2 separate regions of the Macaca mulatta genome follow, and region 1 is linked to region 2. The links are chromatin contacts, called in public Hi-C maps. All regions are on one chromosome and are shown on one strand. Each heading gives the region's core, a stretch centred on a gene start, on an enhancer-like site or on the middle of the called end of the contact. The rest is flanking DNA. Distances are from core to core; before and after follow the strand shown.

Region 1 (2,858 bases), core at 329-2,828, 270 kb before region 2:
CCCCTGTCTCCTGGACTCTCTTATCCACATCTTTTACTTGAAAAAGCCAAAGGCACTCAGCTGCCTCTCCCCAGCTCTCTCCCCTCTTCCTAGCTGGCCTCCAAAAACATGAAGCACCCCCTTGTTAACTCTGTGGTGAGATTTTAACAAGTCACAATGTTATGTGGTCCCTAGCCCCACCATTTCCCAAATCCACTCAGCCCAGCTCTTCCAGGCCTTTACTCTGATTTCGCTTATAGAGGCATTTCAAGGACTGTTGCCACAGGAGGAAAGGGCTGGGAGAGAAAGGCCCCTTGCTCTTTTGATGTGGAGGCCTCCAGCTGGGAGGGAGGAGCTCTTCCCTCTGACTCCCTGGAGCTCCTCCCCATCACAGGGACACTGCCTTTTTGCAGCTTTAGCGTCATCTGGGCTCTCTGTGTTTTCTTCTCGAGGGTGGCCAACTTGGGTGTCTTCATATGCCAGGGTCAAGGACAAGGTCAGTGCTACTATGCTCCCTTCATCCAGTTATGCCCAGTTACACTGACCTGGTACCCTGGATAGCTGGTGTGAGTAAGCTGGTCCAGTGCTCCTGCCACCTCCAGTAAGCTCTGATTCTAGATTCACTCCCTGCTCCAACACTCACTGTGTGTGGAACCTTGGGCATGCAGCCAGGCCTCCCTGAGACTGTTTCCTAACTTGAAAGTATGATGGGAACCACACCTACCTCACTGGGCCTCCTGAGGACTCAGTTATACGTAGCTGTCACCATTGTTCTCATCATCATCTCTCTCGGGAAGAGCCAGGCACAAGCACTCTCAAATTTCTTTTCTCCTTTGAAGCTCATCATTACCCTGTGAGGCTCATCATCCCTACCTTTTTTAGATAAGAAAACAGAGGCCCAAAGAGGGCAGTGACTTGCCCGGGGCCCTACAGAAGATGTCGGCCTCTCCCCGCACCTGGAGGCCCTGTCCTAGCTGACTTTACCCCACAGCCCAGCACTATCCCTGACTAGGATCCGATCTTGGTTCACTATGCTTTTTTAGGTCCTTAGGCAGGCTCAGCTTTGGTGGGAAAGAGGGTGTTTTGGGAGGCCTGGGCGAGTGGCCCCTCTAACCAATCTGCCAGGCCCTCAACTCTCAGTCTCACTGAGCCACTCCATTAATTGGAAGCAGATCCAAAATTGCTTCACAGACTGAAGGTGATAATTGTCTGCAACCAGCTGGTGCAGCTGCATCTCCTGGAGGAGTCTGATCTCCTGCAGCTAAAGGGAAAAACAGGATGCTGAGACAGGGCCTGCAGCATACACATAACTATAATTCAGAATGTAATATATACACACACACGTAAATATAATCAGAAAGTGATATAATCTTATATGCAAGGTTAAATACAAATGTCTCTCAGGCAGGGCCAGGACCCCAGCACAGGGAGGAATCTGCCTGAAAAAGGTGCAGGCAAAAACCTGTCACTCCTGCCTCGTTCAGCCCAGTGTCTGATTACATTTTCTGTCACTCAGGGTTTAAATGGGTGGGGCCTGGAGCCCTAGCCAATCAGTGGTGCTAGCGTGAAATTGTCCAATCAGGTGCGCAGCTACAGACGAAGAGGCGGCCTCTTCAATATGGCGGGGCCTTTGTCTCCTAGCTCCCGGGCTCTGAGCCCAGTTCCCGTCTCCACTGTTCCATCTCCTCCGCTCCTGGAGCTCCTCGGTGACTCTACCATAGCTTCTGTTATCCCGTGATCTGCAGGTACTGGGAGATCCATAGGGAGGACGGCGGAACATCCGGAGGCTGGGAAATGGTGAGAGCGTGGAGTGGGTGTCCCGAGAATGGGGAAGAGGGTGTTTGAATCCGGCCGGAACCGGCTGCGGTTGTATCTCGGCCTTCTCGCGGTCGGCTCTGGAGTCTTCAGCCCCGAGTCCCCGCGGGCACAGCTCAGTCCTCATTTCCCTCCATCGCAGATGAGGGGCTGAGCCAGCAGCCAAAACCGTACGTTTTGTTTTTTCCATAAGCTCGAATTTCTCCCCAGTTCAGGGCCCTTTCTGGGCAGCTCTGTGCCGCAACCTCGAGTCTCCCTCCTCCAGATTGTGCGGGGATGATGGGAGCGTCATAAGACGAGAATCCTCATTTAGGGTCTGGAGTTCCTCCGTGGAAGAAGCAGTGGGCCTTGGGGTCCCTAGTCCCTTCTTTCTCCTTTTAAAAATAAAATTGTGGCCCCTTTTTTTTTCCCGAGACAGTGTCTCACTGTGTTGCCCAGGCTAAAGTGCATTTCTTCTCACTGCCGCTTCCACGTCTCGGGCTCAGCTGATCCACTCACCCCAGTCCTCCAAGTAGCTAGGACTAGACGGGTGCGCCACCATGCCTGTTTTTTGTTTTTGTTGTTGGTGTTGTTTTGTAGAGACGGGCTTTTGCCATGTTGCTTAGGCTGGTCTCGAACTCCTGAGCTCAGGTCTCAGGTGATCCGCCCGCCTCGGGCCACCTAAAGCGCCGGGATTACATACGTGAGCCACCGCCCTAGCCTAAATTTGAGGCAACTTTAGGATATAGTTTGGGTGTGTTTTCCAGCCCAAATCTCCTGTTTAAATGTAATCCCCCATGTTGGAGGTGGGGCCTGGTGGAAGGATTATGGGCGCGGATTTCTCATGAATAGTTTAGCACCATTCCTCTTGGTATTGTCCTCCCAATAGTGAGTGAGTTCCCTGAAGTTCATTTAAAAGTGTACAGCAGCCCACCTTGTCTCCTTTTCAAGCTCTTGCTTCACCTTCCTCCGTGATTTTAAGCTTCCTGGGTGGGGCCTCCCCAGAAGCAGACGCTGGTGTTAATGCTTTCTATACAGCCTGTGGAACCATGAGCTAGTTAATCCTCTTGTAAGTTACCCAGTCT
Region 2 (3,011 bases), core at 12-2,511:
TTTTTACAAACGGAAAGCAAACCTTTTAAAAAGTATCATCCAATGATTTCTCACACAATGATTAATTAAAACACAGTATCAAAAATGTACACTAGGGCCGGGCGCGGTGGCTGACGCCTGTAATCCCAGCACTTTGGGAGGACGAAGCGGGCGGATCACGAGGTCAGGAGATTGAGACCATCCTGGCTAACACGGTGAAACCCCGACTCTACTAAAAAAATACAAAAAACTGGCCGGGCGTGGTGGCGGGCGCCTGCAGTCCCAGCTACTCGGGAGGCTGAGGCAGGAAATGGCGTGAACCTGGGAGGCGGAGTTTGCAGTGAGCCGAGATCGCGCCACTGCACTCTAGCCTGGGCGACAGAGTGAGACTCCACCTCAAAAAAAAAAAAAAAAAAAAAAAAAAATCTAACTCAAATACATTTTTTTTTGTAAATTGTTACATTGGGGGAAATAAAATTTATGCTTAACCAACTGTAAACTGCCAAGTACCCTCCGATTACATAACCAGAAAATTTCCACCTTGATCTTACAAATTAAGAAGCTATGTAACTGTACCTAACCGATTATTGAATTTGGTTTTATTTATCACATACCACTTAAAAGTCTTTCCTTCAAGCCCCTCCCATGGACCACAAATTACAAATCATAGCTGGGTGCTCTACGATTTTTGAACCACTCTTCTATTACATTTTTAAATATTTTTGCGGTGACTTCCATGAATTTTTAATAGAAAAAAGGAGGGACTGGGACCCCACGGACCAAAGCTCTTCCCATTCATGAACCCGGTACTGCGAGTTATCAGGCAGAGATGCGGCACTGCGGCTGCAGAGCTGCCCAGCGAGGGCTCCAGGCCAAGGCACAGTCACTGCACAGGGAGGAGACAGGACGCCCGGGGTCCGGCTGTCAGCCCAGCCGCCATCTTATGGCTGAAGGGGACCGAGGGCCGAGCTGCGCCAAGGACAACTCGGGCCGCGGATTTTGGAGCCCAGTGCTGGGAGGCTGGAGTCCTGCCACAGTCACTTCCGACCGGTTCCAACCAGCCCCTCCCCCTCTCTCGGGGTGTCGGACCCGGCACTCTCACCATTTCTAGGCTTCCAGGTGGTTCTGGCATCTTAGCTGTGCATCTCCCAATACCTGCAGGTAACGGGGCCACAAAGGCTGGGCCTCTAGGAGCAGAAGACAGAGCAGTGAAGACTAGACCTGGAGCTCCCGCTGCAGCTAGAGACAAAGGCCCCGCCAAATCCCGGAAGCCGTCCTGTCCGCTCCAGCTGCGTGCCTGATTGGACGGGTCCCATTCCAGCGTCCCTGATTGGATAATGTTTAGGGCCCCACCCCCTAATGCCCTGAGTGACAGAATATGTGCTCAGCTGCTGGGCTGAACGAAGAAAGAGTGAAATTCAAGCTGCAGCGTTCTCATGCAGGGCTTCCTCCCTGAGTGGAGCCAGGCCCACCCCAGAGGGTATTTGCATATAACCTTGCGTATAAGGTCGTTTGCCTTTATAAATAATATATTATGTGGCTATTCACACATAAAAATAATGCAATAACAATTGTTTAAAATTTTCCAATTTTATGAGCTCCCTGGCTTCTTGTCCTTTGAGCGGGTAGCCTGACATTTTTTTTAAAAAGGCAATCCTCTGAAATTGAATGTGAGCCACATGTGAATTCTAAATTTTCTAGAAGGAAAATTTTAAAAAGAAAAAATAAACAGAAGGAATTCATTGTAGGAATTTAATTAACCCAATATATCCAAAATATTATTTTAATATGTGACCAGTATGTAATTATTAATAAACTATATATATTTTGGGAAAAAACATTAAAACTATGTATTTTACCTTTCTTACCACATCGTAGTTCGGACCAGCCACATTCCATGCACCCAGTAGCCACACGTGGCCAATAGCTGCCACATTGAAGTGCAGCTCTGACAGCAGAAGATGAAATCCTGAACATCCCTTTGCTGTTTTCTTTTCTTTTTATTTCCTTTCTCTTCTCTTTTTTTCTTTCTTTTCCTTTCTCTCCTTTTCTTTTCAGAGTCTCGCTCTTAGGCCCAGGCTGGAGTGCAGTGGTGCAATCTTGGCTCACTGCAATCTCCACCTTCTGGATTCAAGTGATTCTCCTGCCTCATCCTCCCCGGAGGAGCTGTGATTACAGGCATGTGCCACCATGCCTGGCTTATTTTTGTATTTTTAGTAGAGATGGAATTTTCCCTTGTCAGCCAGGCTGAACCCCTGACCTTAAGTAATCCTTCTGTCTCAGCCTCCCAAAGTGCTGGGATTACAGGCATGAGCCACCACACCAGGCTTGAACATCCTTTTCCTGCCATAAATAAAGAGAAAGTCTTTCCCTACCAACATCTCTCTTCAGTTCCAAGGGTAGAACAGATAGTGGCCATAGAAAGAGCAGAGGATGGCAGGAATAAAATCACAACAGGAAGACCACCTGTTGTCCACCTTTCTTCCAGAGATCAGACAGTGAACAAAGGACGATGGGGTGACAAAATAAGAAAGCTCTATGTCTACAGATCCCTCCCTGGTCTTTCTTTCTTTTTTTTTTTTTTTTTCTTTTTCTTTTTTAAGACAAAGTTTTGCTCTTGTCATCCAGGCTGGAGTGCAATGGCATGATCTCAACTCACTGCAACCTCTGTCTCCCGGGTTCAAGCGATTCTAGTGCCTCAGCCTTCCGAGTAGCTGGGATTACAGGCGCCCGCCACCATGCCCAGCTAATTTTTGTATTTTTAGTAGAGATGGGGTTTCACTGTGTTGGTCAGGCTGGTCTCGAACTCCCGACCTCAGGTGATCCACCCGCCTCAGCCCTCCAAAGTGCTGGAATTACAGATGTGAACCACCATGCTAGGCCATGTCCCTAGTCTTTACCTCGAATTAAAAACAGACTAATTTTGCTATTTGCCCTTGACCCTAATTGTCAAGCTGTGGTTACCTGTTTTCTCCTGTGGTGTGGGGAACTGTGTGAGTATAAGCACCAATCACATGCATACATGTCTACAT

What was found. A called contact is a pair of places that touch in the nucleus more often than the background predicts.
Region 1: a contact with region 2 is called in a Hi-C map of cortical neurons, with 5 times the contacts expected there. The contact joins the promoter of LOC710897 here to the promoter of ZNF680 in region 2. A contact is called at or near these places in 2 of 14 Hi-C or Micro-C datasets (cortical neurons and fetal cortex germinal zone).

What each region holds. Positions count from the first base shown.
Region 1 is chr3:70,863,942-70,866,799 of T2T-MMU8v2.0, reverse strand. It overlaps LOC710897, which reads left to right and starts at 1,578. Exons shown (of 4, transcript XM_077996666.1): 1 at 1,578-1,776. The coding sequence starts at 1,774.
Region 2 is chr3:70,596,894-70,599,904 of T2T-MMU8v2.0, reverse strand. It overlaps ZNF680 (zinc finger protein 680), which reads right to left and starts at 1,261. Exons shown (of 5, transcript XR_013415257.1): 1 at 1,082-1,261.